Regions from separate parts of the Ovis aries genome. Here regions 1 and 3 are each linked to region 2. The links are chromatin contacts, called in public Hi-C maps. All regions are on one chromosome and are shown on one strand. Each heading gives the region's core, a stretch centred on a gene start, on an enhancer-like site or on the middle of the called end of the contact. The rest is flanking DNA. Distances are from core to core; before and after follow the strand shown. Region 1 has its middle 28 kb from the start of LRIG2. Region 2 has its middle 52 kb from the start of SLC16A1. Region 3 holds the start of LRIG2 (leucine rich repeats and immunoglobulin like domains 2).

Region 1 (4,367 bases), core at 1,066-3,565, 140 kb after region 2:
GTGGATCTTTTAGTTGTCAAACTTGGGCCCCTTGCATCATAGGACCACCGGGGAAGTCCCAACCTTGTCTTAATATAATTTGGTAACAAAATATTTTATTAATTCTCTGTTATACATACTTTTCTGTCAGAAAAAACACATCAATTGACATTCATTTAAAAATATTTCCAATGACAGAAGCTTCTAATTAAAAAAAAAATAGTACTGTTACTAGTAGTAGCATTTATCAAAACAACAGATATTACAAATCTTTATAATTAGTCAGCATTATTTCACTTCTTAAGAAGTGAAATGTCAGCATTATTTCACTTCTTAAGAAGTGATATTTTATTAGGAATTTGTCTCTTCGGGAGATGGAAAAAATGGGGAGGTGTTTATGGTTCCTTGGATTAAAATAATTGTGGGATTGTCCCTTTGAAGTCCCAGAGGATTTTATACCCGAGAGCAATGAATGCATCATTTAACAGGATTAGGGAAGAGGGAGAGGGAATTTTTTCCCCTGTAAAATGGCAAGAGGGCAGTTGCGAAAGAGATAGGGAAAGAAAACGAGGGTGGCAGATGCCCTCTGAGGCACGCCAACTTTATGGAAGAACATGAATGAACACAGTGGGCCTGGGAATTGAGTCCTTCAAAACTATCCGTGGTCCTATACCCTTCTTAGAGGATTACCATGCTGGAACCCCTAGCAGCCCTTCGGGTCTCTATTTTAATTGACCCCCTCATGAGCCCAGGGGAAGAAACTGGGTCATGGTAGCACTAACCAAGCAAGGCTCTTTGTTCCCTACTCCGAGGAAATGGCAGCCCACTCCAGTGTTCTCGCCTGGAGAACCCCAGGGACAGGGGAGCTTGGTGGGCTGCCGTCTGTGGGGTCGCACAGAGTCGCACAAGACCGACGCGAGTCAGCAGCCGCCGCCGCCAGGGTCTTTAAACAACATGACCTCTCCTTCGTGATCTTCCTGAGTCATTCTGGAGTCACTGGGAGTGGCTTTCTTGTGCTCACAAACCGATCTTCTGGGCTCTTTTGTGGTTTCTGCCCGTTTGCTAATCTGCTATAGCCTGGCACAGTCAGCTGCTAGCCCTTTAGCTGCCAGAGCCAAGTAAAGGGTCACGCAAAGAAGCTGAGCATCAGTCCTCTAGACCCATCGATCTCTGGCTCGCACCGTGGCCTCCCGAGGGAAGATCGGCCCCAACCCCAACCAGTGTCTTCCCGGGCAGAGAGAAGGTCTTGGCGGGGAAAGTACTTCCTGCTGACAGTTATTAACAGGAGTTTGTGAAACTAATCTTCCCATTTGGTCTCCCTTTTGGTTCCGGAGTGGTGATAAATGCCCAAAGTGGGCTGAAATACCAGGTGCTCTGAAAGAGGACCCTCATCCCAGCCTGCCTTTTATATTTCAGCATTTCCCATCCCAAGCGATGGCTCTTACCCTTGACCTTTTGTCTCCTTGGTGAACTCATACTGACCCTTCCCATCTCAGTGCAATCTCTCTGTTTTAGGATGACTTCCCTTTCCTCGGATGGCTTCAAGGTTGTTTTTTTGTTTTGTTTTTGCTATCTCTCTGCTCATTTTGGTACATTTGCTCTTACATATTACATTTCTTTCTCTCCAATTAGCCTATTTGCTCCTTAAGGACTAGGACTGGGTTTGCTAGACTTTTCTCTGTCTTGTTATCTTTTGGTGCAGAAACAGAAGCCAGTGGCTCTCCTTAAGACACTCTAAGTGTCTTTGAGTGCTCAGCTATCTGGAGAATAACCAGCTTATTCCACAAACTTCTGTAACTATAGAGAAGTTTGAAGGATGCTGAAGGTAGGGGTCAGAGGCCTCTGGGCCACAAGCTGTTGAACACAGCCGTGGTAGATACAGCATGCAGACAGAATCTCCATTCCCTGCCTACTGTGAAGCAAGGGCCTGTGGGGTTCTCCTGCTTTGGGGGATGAGATAAACAGTTAATGGAGAACCAGCCTATTATTTGAACTCATCCCCCTCCAAACAATGCTCTGCTTGATAAAGTCTCTGATCCTTTTCCAAGGGGAGGCAAGGGCAGGAGGCTGAGCGATAAGATCTTCTGGCCTGGATTTGGAAGGATCTGGACTGTTCTAGGGGAATTCACCTTATCAGGATTTTATTCAAAAAAGCCCCTGACTCAGATCTGTAGAGTCTATTTACTGCATTTGGTGTACAACAGTGCTACTCAAGATGTGATCTACCACTAGCAGCATGAAAATATCTTGGGAGTGTGAAGAGTGTAAATTTTGGGCCCCTCTCCAGACCTACTAATCAGAATTCCTGGGTGAGGCCCAGGAAGCCGCGCTTTAACAAGCTCTCCAGATGATTTTTCTGTATACTGAAATTTAGCAAGTACTTGTATTGGATACACACACACATTCCTTCTCTGGCTGTCTTTCTCTCTCTCTCTCTCTCTCTCTCTCTCTCTCTCTCTCTCTCTCACACACACACACACACACACACACACACACAGAGCTGCCTATAGCTGCTAATGCCACTTGGTCATTTCCCTGTGGTTTCCCTCATCAGGGCCCTGGGATTTGTTTTTCTCCACTGTGGACCTTGTTCATTTCCTGCTGCTTCCCAGAGGTTGGGAGAGGAAAGCGAGGGAGCCTGAAGGCAGGAGGGAGGGGGAAGGGGTTAGCTGAGGCAGTGAGCTTTCACGAATGAAAAGGAAAATGCTTGGTGACAATGTTCCTTTGTGAAGAGGTAGCTTTATGTTGATGGAGCTGCAAGTCATTAGCGATCTGGGTGCGCGCAGAGAGGCGGGAGCTGACCCGGTCATTCTCCAGGGACAGATCGCCCTCTGCTGCCAACGGATAAATAATACTCTGGCACTCTGGGGCAGCCAAGGAAAAGAGAGAGTCCCTGGGGCTGGGGTGGGAGAGAGGACGTGACTAAGGCCAAGAGGTCACAAAGTCACCACTTCAGGCAGTAGATGAATCTTGTTCCAATCTTGTTTGCAGGAAGGACGAAGAAGCCAATTCAGTGCGTGTTTCTAGGACCCATTCAACAAATAGCCGAGTTCTGCCAAGATCTCTGCCGGCTCCCATGATTCCAAGCTCTCAGCTTGACTTGGCTCAGTGGACACTCATTCCCCATTACCTCACCTTGAAAGGAAAAGAAGGGGTGTTTAAAATAGGAAGAGGGATTACAAAAGAAGTTTTTGTTTTTTTTTTCCCCCAGTGAGGGCATCTAGGGGGAGTCAGTCAAGCCTCAGATTTTTTTTGAAAAATCTCATTTTCTCAGAATCTCTCATTTCCTTTTGTCTCCACAAAAGCATTATGTCTCTCCATCTTCTCTTACGAGTGAACACTTACCCTGCAAATGTGGAATCAGCCCTTCTTTATTGCCCCATTTTATTGCTGTCGGGAATTATGGGTCATGTGGGTCACTGGTGAAGAGAGCAAAGATTTGTTCCCAGAATAAAAGCTCAGGCACAGCAGTTGCTCCTGCCAAGCACGGGCAGTGACCCGTTTCCTCCAGGTTCTTGTTTTTGCCACTTCCCAGCTGTGACTGGAGCTGGGTACCAGTAGACCGTCACCCCTGTATCCCCAAGTCTTGGAACTTCAATAGACTGTAGGACTCCTGCTGGGGAGATCCCATGAGGGTCTGGTCTAGAAAGTTACTTAAACTGCCCTAAAGGGGTTAAGGTGAAGTGGAGGAAGGGAGGAGAAGGAAACGGTGGGAGACGAAGGGTGAGGGTGAAATGAGAACAGCAAAATTTCCAAAAGGTTCTGGTATCACGGAACATTCTGGCTTTTCCCAAAAACATCTTCATGTGCAGAGTAAGTCTGTGTAGTACCAAACCCCTCAACAAAACCATGTCTTAGGTAAACTTTTGGTTGTTTGCTTGGTTTTTGGTCTGTGCGGTGCTTAGTTGCTCAGTAGTGTCCGAGCCTTTGTGATGGACTGTAGCCCGCTGGGCTCCTCTGTCCATGGGGATTCTCCAGGCAAGAATACTGGGGTGGGTTGCCATGCCCTCGTCAGTTTTTGGTCTGCTTGGGACCAAATATCTTTTGTAAGTTGCTTCAGTTGTGTTAGAATCTGTGCGACCCTATGGACTGTCAGGCTCCTCTGTCCATGGGATTCTCCAGGCGCAAATACTGGAGTGGGTTGCCATTCCCTTCTTCAGGGGATCTTCCCAACCCAGGATGAAATATGCATCTCTTATGTCTCCTGCATTGGCAGGGATGTTCTTTACCGCTAACGCCACCTGGGAAGCCCCGTCTAGATCTTCAGATAATCCCACTTGCAGGACCCCCAGATATATGCTGGTTATCTATTCATATTAAAGTCAAAGCACCTTATACCCTGCCTTGTGGTTATGGTACTTGGTGGACAGTTTCATCTCTCATAAGTG
Region 2 (4,807 bases), core at 1,942-4,441:
TTGCTACCAGTTGCACAGAACCTGTTCCCCTTTCTTAACATATAAGGAGGAGATATGTGATTCTCCTTTGATCAACACAAGACCTGGGTGCAAAGGTAGGTATCTCCATTCAGAGCACCAGTGAGCTTTCCTCAGGTGGGGCTAGTCTCTTGCTTCCCCAGGGACACACAAGTTTATCTGTTGGCTGGGGTCCATGAAAGCCTCTTTCACCTCCCAGGCTTGTGGGCCCCTCCACACACACACAGAGGCATATGTGGAATCTGGATATGTGAATAAGCAGGATATTATTGCATCCAATGCAGTGTAAACCAGAAACAGATTTGACAGTTGCCTGTTAAATGGGACATTTGTATACCCTAATACCCAGCATCTTATTTCTTTTACATACATAGGGAAATGTTAGGACTGTGTACAGAACACGTGTACAAAAGGTCTTGGTATCATTGTTCAAAGTGAAATAGTAGAAGTAGAACATAGAAACAGTAGGATTAGAAACAGTGCCAGCATCTATCAAAAGGTGAATGGGTGAACAGATAATGGCATATTCACTGTATCAGCTGGGACCCAGTCTGGAAAGCAGAAGTTACACTTTCAATTAGAGAAGTTAATACAGCATGTTGTTGGCAGATGCCCCGGAGGGCTGAAAGAAGACAGGGCGTGCTGAGCTCGTCCCTTAATAAAAGTCAGAAAGCAGCTCCCTGCTTTCTGGAGAAGCAAAGGGTGGAGAAGCAAAGGGTCAGGAGAGGGTTATATAGACTTCGCAGGAGCTTGGAGGAAGAGCTCTAAGGAAGTGGAACTCTGACCTCCGAGGACCCCACCTACTGCTGCCTCTGAGAGGAAGTGAGAGGTTTGAGGGGAAAGAAGAAAGGACTGGAGGCTGGGGTTAAGTGCCACCACTGGAGAATCGCTGGAAGGAACCAGCAGGGATGGAGATAAAGGGAGCCTTTTCTTCACTCCTCCACCCTTTTTCTTCAGTGCTCCCCGTTAGCAGAACCTGACAGATGCCAACTGAAAATGCATCAGGAACCTAAGCGCAAGAACTTAAAGAAAAAAAAAATTCAATTTATTTTTCCTTCTGGCTGTGCTGGTCTTCACTGCTCCACCAGAGTTTTCTCCGGTCGCAGGGCTGGGGGTGCCACTCTTCATTGCAGTGCACAGGCTTCTGGCTGTGGTGCCTTCTCTTGCTTCCGAGCGCAGGCTCCGGGACATGCAGGCTCTGTAGTTTCGACTTGCCGGCTCTAGCGCAGAGGCTCAGGCTCAGTGGTTGTGGAGCATGGGCTTAGTTGCTCCTAGGCATGTGGAATCTTCCTGGACCAGGGATCGAGCTGGTGTCCCTCGCATTGCAAGGTGGATTCTTAGCCACTGAACCACCAGGGAAACCCCAACTATACACTTTCAAATGGCTAATTTTAAAAGGAAAATTGGGATTTAAAAAAAAGGCAAGAGAAAATATGAAATTTAGGACAGTGGTTACTTCTCGTTTGGGGAGAAAGGGAATGGGATGAAGAGCAACACAGAGGAAGATGCTGGTTGTTGATATTTCACCTCTCTTGGGTTGCAGCCTCATGGGTGTTAACCCTATTATGTTTTATAGATAGTATTTTCTTATCTTATGGATGTATCATGTTTCGTATCTTATGTATCTTTCTTATCGTATGTCTTTTAAAATGCATTGTTGTTCAATCAGTCATGTCCAACTCTTTGCGAGCCCACAGACTGCAGCATGCCCGGCTGCCCTGTCCTTCACTATCACCCAGAGTTTGCTCAGACTCATGTCTCTTAAGTCGATGATGCCATTCAACCATCTCACCCTCTGTCGTGCCCCTTCTCCTCCTGCCCTCAATCTTTCCCAGCATCAGGGTCTTTTCCATTGAGTCAGCTGTTCGCATCAGGTGGCCAAAGTATTGGAGCTTCAGCTTCAGCATCAGTCCTTCCAATGAATATTCAGGGTTGATTTCCTTTTGGATTGACTGGTCTGATCTCCTTGCTGTCCAAGGGTCTTCTCCAGCACTACAGTTTGAAGGCATCAATTCTTCAGCAGTCTGCCTTCTTTATGGTCCAGCTCTCACACCCGTACATGACTACTGGAGAAACCATAGCTTTGACTGTATAGACCTGTCGACTAAAAAAAGATGTACAACTTGGGAGTTGTGAGTTAAGTTTTATTTGGGGCAGAATGAGGATTGCAGGCTGCGAGGCAGCACCTCAGATAGCTCTGAGAGACTGCTCCAAAGCGGCAGTGGGGGAAGGTCAACATATAAGGTTTTGGTGAAGAGGGAGTTCAATACCATTAAGCATTTATTTTATAAAAAGTTTGTTGCTATTCACGAGGACCTGATGTCACCATGAAGGGTTTTAGTGCTTTTCTAGATATGAGGACATGCAAGGATTGGGATCATAAGATCTGTTCCTGAAACATCCATCTGAAGATCTGTGCCACCAGACTCCCTTGAGCACAGAGTGCCTTACTCCACCCTGAACTCCCTCAGTGGGTGCTCAAGGTCAACAGTTTTGCAGGGTTTCGTCTCCGCAGAGGCAGACGGCGAATGCCCTTGTTGTTCAGTCATCGGCAGCCATCTGCGCAAGTGCCAATCTGTAGTTGACAGACCTTTGTCAGCAAAGTGATGTCTCTGCTTTTTTTAAACCTGTCTAGGTTTTAACAGCTGTCTTGGAGACCCCGGTTTGATTCCTGGGTCAGGAAGGTCCGCTGGAGGAGGGATAGACTACTCACTCCAGGATTCTTGGACTTCCTTTGGGACTCAGTGAAGAATCCGCCTGCAAGGTGAGAGACTGGAGTTTGATCCCTAGGTTGGGAAGATCCCCTGGAGAAGGGAAAAGCTACCTACTCCGCTATTCTGGCCTGGAGAATTCCATGGACTGTGTAGTCCATGGGGTCACAAAGAGTCGGACACAACTGAGCAACTTTCACTTCACTTCTAGGTTTTAAAATGCGTAGAATTTTGAATTTGAAAATATAAATGAGAAAACATTCAGAGGTAAAAGGAGGGAATGTAGCTTGGAGGCAGGCCAGTTGGAATAGTGGACGTGGGCAGTGCAGAGCCCTGACATCTGTGGGACAGCCCGGGAGGGGCTCCCGGAGGAGGGCAGTTGGGGTGCAGGAGGAGGGCAGCCCGGGACCCTGGCGGTGGGGCTGCAGGTCTGCCCTTGCCCACACGAGGGCGCCCCACGCTGCTACATCTAAGCGGCGGTGGCGGCCGGGCGTGCCAGGATGGGCTGGGGACAGGAAAGGAGAGTAGCCCGGGAGAGGCCTTCTGAGGAAAGTAGGGTGGAGGAGCGCATCCTGTCCACCTACAGACTGGCCCCTCAGGTTTCTTGTGTGGTCAAACCTTGAAGACAGTCGGTGTGAGATTCGAATGGAAACAGAGCCGGCTTTCAGGCTGGGAGGAAATCATGGGAGTCTCCATCAAGGCTGCCTGTGGGGGGCGGGGTGGGCGTTTGCTGTTTATTGAGGGGTGTGTGGTATGCATGTGCTGCTTGGGAGTGACTATCTAGGTTAGAGGGTGTGGGTGTGTGTTTTCCCCAGGAATATAGTGGAGAGTGGGAGCAGGGCGCGGAGAGGGGCTGTTCCTGCTTCCCTAGGCTCTGAGGCTGGCACAAACAGGAAGAGGAACCTGCAGCAAGATCCAGCTGCTGAGGACTCAGAACTCTTCCCCCTCAGGAGCCCCGGGTGTGAAAGAGGAGGGAGGAGCCTGACTGCTGGCCTGTGGAGGACACCTCCCTCAGTCTGGCCCAGCAGGACTGGGGCCTTCCTCGTGGGTCTGCAGACACCCCCTCCCCCACCAAGCCTTCTAGTGGTGTGGCTCAGCACCCAACGCTGGCATGCCACATTGCTGCCAGACCTGGATCCTGCCTCTTCCTGCTGCTCAGGGACTTGGTGTTACTAACTTGTGCCCCAGGGCAATAGCCCAGCAGAGGTCTGTGACCTGAGAAACCCTGCTGACCTCACTTTAGGCCAGAACATTTTTTTTCTCCTAAAACCAGTGGCAGGGAGCCCAGGTTTGAGGAGGGTATGAAGAGTGGGAGAATAGGCCATCTCAAATACGCCTCCAGGGCAGAAGGATTATTTTGAGCTGATTATTTTCAGCAACTACAGACAAAGGAAGCTTCTGAAAAACAGTAGAAATGACTCTTTTGAGAGAGATGTGCATTTATAAAAGAAATCTCCATTTGCGAGGGTGTCTCCCCCAGTGGGTGGAGAAGTTGACTATAAATCACAGAATTATAAAAATCTGTGGAAAGGGCGTTTACTTAAATCTACATAACAATCCTTCCCCTTGTTTACTCTGCTTTTCCTGGTAATCTCCCAGAACTGGCTTCCTCCCTGACCCCCTCTCACCTTTGCTTCCTCTGTTTTTGGCGGAAGGTAGTGTTTAAACTGCTAGCTTAGGCCCCTTGGGAGAGTTAATTTTTTTCTCCTGGGTATCTCCCTGGTGTACAAGTATATGTGAATAAACTTCGGTTTCTTTCTTATTTATCTTTTTGTTTACAGAGGTCTCAGTTGAGAGCTCAGAAGAGTTGAGGAAAGTTATTTTTCCTCCCCTATGGGGGATGGGGGTGAAGGGGGTTGGGGGCACAGCTAGGGGGACCTGGAGGCTCCTCCCCATCCCACCAGTCACAGCTACTGCGTGTAAAAGTGCTCTGTGGGCTGTATCCTAGAGCCTCAGCCCAGAATTTGAGAGCATTATAGTGGAAATTAAGCCCAGGGTGGGAGCCTCTGGCCAGTAAGCTGAGGCCCCAGGCAGTGTCCCAGAGCAGAGGAGAAAGTCCTGCAACTTCTCAGTCAAAG
Region 3 (4,729 bases), core at 2,174-4,673, 160 kb after region 2:
TCAGAGAACCATTTTGCCTTTTTGCATTTCTTTTCCTGGGGATGATCTTGATCCCCGTCTCCTGTACAGTGTCACAAACCCCTGTCCATAGTTCTTTAGGCACTCTGTCTATCAGATCTAATCCCTTGAATCTGTTTGTCACTCGCATTGTAAGGGATTTGATTTAGGTCATACCTGAATGGTCTATTGGATTTCCCTACTTTTTTCAATTAAGTCTGAATTTGGCAATAAGGAGTTCATGATCTGAGCCACAGTCAGCTCCTGGTCTTGTTTTTGCTGACTGTATAGAGCTTCTCCATCTTTGGCTGCAAAGAGTATAATCAATCTGATTTCAGTATTGACCATCTGGTGATGCCCATGTGTAGAGTTTTCTCTTGTGTTGTTGGAAGAGGGTGTTTGCTATGACCAGTGTGTTCTCTTGACAAAAGTCTATTAGACTTTGCTCTGCTTCATTCTGTACTCCAAGGCCAAATTAGCCTGTTACTCCAGGTATTTCTTGACTTCCTACTTCTGCATTCCAGTCCCCTATAATGAAAAGGACATCTTTTTTTAGGTGTTAGTTCTAGAAGGTTTTGTAGGTCTTCATAGAACCGTTTAACTTTAGCTTCTTCAGCATTACTGGTCGGGGCATAGACTTGGATTATTGTGATATTGAATGGTTTGCCTTGGAAACGAACAGAGATCATTCTGTCGTTTTTAAGATTGCAACCATACTGCATTTTGGACTCTTTTATTGACTATGATGGCTATTCCATTTCTTCTAAGGGATTCTTGCCCACAGTAGTAGATATAGTGGTCCTCTGAGTTAAATTCACCCATTCCAGTCCATTTTGGTTCTCTGATTCCTAAAATGCCGATGTTCATTTTTGCCATCTCCTGTTGGACCACTTCCAATTTGCCTTGATTAATGGATCTAACATTCCAGGTTCCTATGCAAATTGTTCTTCATAGCATCGGACTTTCCTTCCATCACCAGTCATATCCACAATTGGGTGTTGTTTTTGCTTTGGCTCAGTCTTTTCATTCTTTCTGGAGTTATTTCTCCACTGATCTCCCATAGCATATTGGGCATCTGTCAATCTGGGAGTTCATCTTTCAGGGTCCTATCTTTTTGCCTTTTCATGCTGTTGATGGGATTCTCAAGGCAAGAATACGGAAATGGTTTGCCAATCCCTTCTCCAGTGGACCGCATTTTGTCAGAACTCTCCACCATGACCCGTCCATCTTGGGTGGCCCTACATGGCATGCTCATAGTTTCACTGAGTTAGACAAGGGTATGGTCCATGTGATCAGTTTGGTTAGTTTTCTGCGATTGCAGTTTTCATTCTGTCTGCCCTCTGATGGATAAGGATAAGAGGCTTATGGAAGCTTTCTGATGGGAGAGACTGATTGAGGGGGAAACTGGTTTTTTTTTTTTCTGATGAGCAGGGCATTCTCAGTAAATCTTTAATCCAATTTTCTGTTGAAGGATGGGGCTATGTTCCCTCCCTGTTATTTGACCTGAGGCCAAACTATGGCGGAGATAATGAAGATAATGGCAACCTCTTTCAAAAGGTCCCATGCAACACTGCTACACTCAGTGCCCCCAACCCTGCAGCAGGCCACCATCAACCCACACCTCTGCTGGAGACTCCTGGACACTCATGGGCAAGTCTGGGTCAGTCTCTTGTGGGGGTCACTGCTCCTTTCTCCTGGGTCCTAGTGCACACAAGGTTCTGTTTGTGCCCTCCAAGAGTGCCCAGTGCCCAGTGCCCAGTCCTGTGTAAGCTCTGGTGGCTCTATGGTGGGGTTAATGGCAACCTCCTCCAAGAGGGCTTATGCCATACCCAGATCTGCTGCACCCAGAGCTCCTGCCCCTGCAGCAGTCCGCTGCTGACTGATACCTTTGTAGGAGACACACAAACATAGTTCTGGCTCAGTCTCTGTGGGTTATCTGGGTCCTGGTGTGCCCAAGGTTTGTTTGAACCCTCTGAGTGTCTCTGGTGGGTATGGGGTTTGATTCTAAACGCGATTTCATCCCTCCTACCATCTTGCTGGGGCTTCTCCTTTGCCCTTGGACGTGGGTTATCTCCTCAAATGTGGGGTATCTCCTCAATGTGAAAAGCCACCACCAAATGGAAGATATTAACTACTTGATGACCTAGAGCACATAGCCCCAGGCCTCCTGGAGTTGAAGGAGTGATAAAGTTAACCCCGGTGACACCACCCTGTTACCTCACTGTCAATCAGTCAGAGAACTGTGCCTGAGTTGATCACAAACTCTGTGACCCCTTCCCTCACTTGGCCATTGGTCAGTCAGTAAAGAATCTGCCTGCAGTATAGGAGACCTGGGTTCGATCCCTGGGTCGGGAAGATCCCCTGGAGAAGGAAATGGCTTCTCCAGTATCCTTGCCTGGAAAATGTCATGGACACAGGATCCTGGTGGGCTGCAGTCCATGGGGTCGCAAAGAGATGGGCACGACTGAGCGACTAACACTTACTTATTTACTAAAACCCTTCAGGAGCTGGGGGATTTTTTTATGTGCCTGAGCCACCAGTCTCTCTGCATGACTCTGCAATAAACCTTTCTCTTCTCCAAAGTCTCACATTTCAGGTTGTTTGGACTTACTGTGCCTTGGTCATATGAATTCACACTAACAAGGTGGCCAGACTTCACTGTTCCTGTTACGTTTTCCACAGCCTTTGCTTTAGAATAAAAAATTCCTCCACACCCAAGCCTTTTCTTTGTTGACAGTTCAACAGTCTCTATCTATACGTTCTGCTTGCTTCTGTGAAATTGAGTGTAAATACACAACAGCATTCTCCGAATCAGAGGAAAGAGGAGTATTTTCCTTAAATACATGCCTTGCAAGTGTGGCCCCATCAACATTTATTGAACTCCAAGACAGAACAGAAGCTGGAGGTACACAGATGAATAAATAGGTTGTCTGCTCTGACGAGCTTAAGAGTCCACCAAGCGATGGAGCTTCCTTTTAGGAGACTGGGAGTTGCCTTGCATTTGCAGCAGCCATAGACGAGCAGGACTTGCAGAGGAGGCCCAAGCTTGGCTCTGGAGCCCAGTGGGCTCATGAAAGCTCCCGCACCCCCTTAGTGTTTGCCACTCGGGAGGCGCCTCTTCTGCCATTCCCCTTACTTGATGCCCAGAGACGATTAAAGATCCTTTTCTAGTACCATAGTGGATACATCACAAATCAGGACTTCAGACTTCAGCGCTTCTGCCCTCACTCCCTCCTAAGGAGCCACTGCGCCCTCCAGCGGAGAAACGGCAGTGGAACTCCAGGGGCCGCCCCTAAACTCTGGACACCTTAAAGTCCTCCTTAAGGAGCCAGCTGTCTCCGACACCTCCCCTCGTGGAGTCCCGCCCCGACGCGCCTCGTCTTGTGGCACCGATTGGTTGGCTCCTGTGCGTGAAGACGTTGCGTCGTGGGGCGGGGCGAAGCAGCGTTGACCACAGGGCCTGTGTTCTGTGTCCTCGGCCGCCGCCCCCGCTACCGCGGTGTATCCGCCCCTTGCCTGCCTTTAGAGGGTACAGGCGACAGCCGTTTCTCTGGGTGGTCGCGCAGCCGCCAGACGTCTCCGCCGAGCTGCTTTTCCTGGCTGGCTGCTGTTCTCCGCTGGGTCCAGGCCGGGGGGGTGGGGAGTAGGGAAAAATGGCGCCGGCGCCCCAAGGCGTTCGGGAGGAGCCGCTGCTGGAGTGTGGGTCGAGATTGCTTTCCCGGCTGCTCTTCCTCGCTCAGGCAGTGGTGCTGCTGCTGCCAGCCGCCCGTGCAGGCCTCTGCCCCGTGCCCTGTTCCTGCCGCATCCCGGTGCTGGACTGCAGTCGCAGGAAACTACCAGCGCCCAGCTGGAGGGCGCTGTCCACCTCGCTGCCCCCCGATGCCGTCAGCCTGTGAGTAGAGTTGCTGGGCGGGGACCAAAGGAAAGCGGGGAGAGTGGGTGGGTGCTCCAGCTCCCAGAGGGGCAGGAGAGAGATGCCTGGCCTGGGGGTGCGGCCAGGAGCCTAAGTTTTGGGAAATGCCATTGCGGTGTTGTGAACTTTTGGGGAGGATGGTGGGAGCCTGAAATCCTGCTGTTAAGGTTCTGGAGACTTGTATGAAAACCACAGTTAAAATTCTTGGGACCAGGGAGTATGTGATTCCTGGGCTGGGAGGAGTTGGGGCGGGGATGTTGTTAAGGGTTCACTGGTTCTGGGCACCGGCATTGGCTCTGAATGGTTGGGGCTTCTCGGCCACTTTGGGCTGCATCATCCAATGCATCAGCTTGAATGATCCCCAGGTATGTGGTTTTATATCCTTATCGTAAAGACTTATCTACTCTTTTTTTGGCTGCCGTTCACGTTTTGGCAGGTTTTGTGCTGTTTTTGATATTTAACTGGGTTAAAACTTACTGTGTTACTACATCCAGTACTACCTTGAACAAGCATTTTTATAAATAGCATTTTTGTTCTACTTTAAGAGTCATTGTAAAGAAGAAGGCTTATCCTTGACAGAATTAAGTGATGTGCATTTCCTTGTGGCAAATAACCTAAAAATCAGTACTGTTTATGTATAAGAAGCAAGTACAATGGTTGGATGAATTCTTCTGGAGACCACTGCTGAGTGCTGATCTTGACAGGCCTGTGTTAGACAGTGGCACCTGGAGAGTTCATTAGTCTGAGTCAGCCTGATGGCATTAGGAACAACAGTAGATATTAAATGCTGCAATTATGGAGCTTCTTAACCACTAACAT

The links. Hi-C and Micro-C count contacts between places; a contact is called where the count stands out from the background.
Region 1: a contact with region 2 is called in a Hi-C map of liver, with 7 times the contacts expected there. The contact joins two enhancer-like sites. A contact is called at or near these places in 10 of 16 Hi-C or Micro-C datasets (blood, hypothalamus, liver and 5 more).
Region 3: a Hi-C map of tail adipose tissue shows a contact between it and region 2, with 2.7 times the contacts expected there. The contact joins the promoter of LRIG2 here to the enhancer-like site in region 2. A contact is called at or near these places in 4 of 16 Hi-C or Micro-C datasets (blood, mixed tissues, muscle and 1 more).

What each region holds. Positions count from the first base shown.
Region 1 is chr1:90,435,111-90,439,477 of ARS-UI_Ramb_v3.0, forward strand. No RefSeq gene overlaps it. Among named protein-coding and RNA genes, the nearest start is that of LRIG2, 28 kb to the right of the region's middle. Within about 2 kb of position 2,316, at least 30 of the 54 cell types and tissues checked have an H3K27ac peak or open chromatin away from gene starts, as enhancers often do. A contact at or near this core is called in hypothalamus and liver, where this site is marked.
Region 2 is chr1:90,299,095-90,303,901 of ARS-UI_Ramb_v3.0, forward strand. No RefSeq gene overlaps it. Among named protein-coding and RNA genes, the nearest start is that of SLC16A1, 52 kb to the right of the region's middle. Within about 2 kb of position 3,192, at least 38 of the 54 cell types and tissues checked have an H3K27ac peak or open chromatin away from gene starts, as enhancers often do. A contact at or near this core is called in hypothalamus, liver and tail adipose tissue, where this site is marked.
Region 3 is chr1:90,461,733-90,466,461 of ARS-UI_Ramb_v3.0, forward strand. It overlaps LRIG2 (leucine rich repeats and immunoglobulin like domains 2), which reads left to right and starts at 3,424. Exons shown (of 17, transcript XM_060412804.1): 1 at 3,424-3,889. The coding sequence starts at 3,651.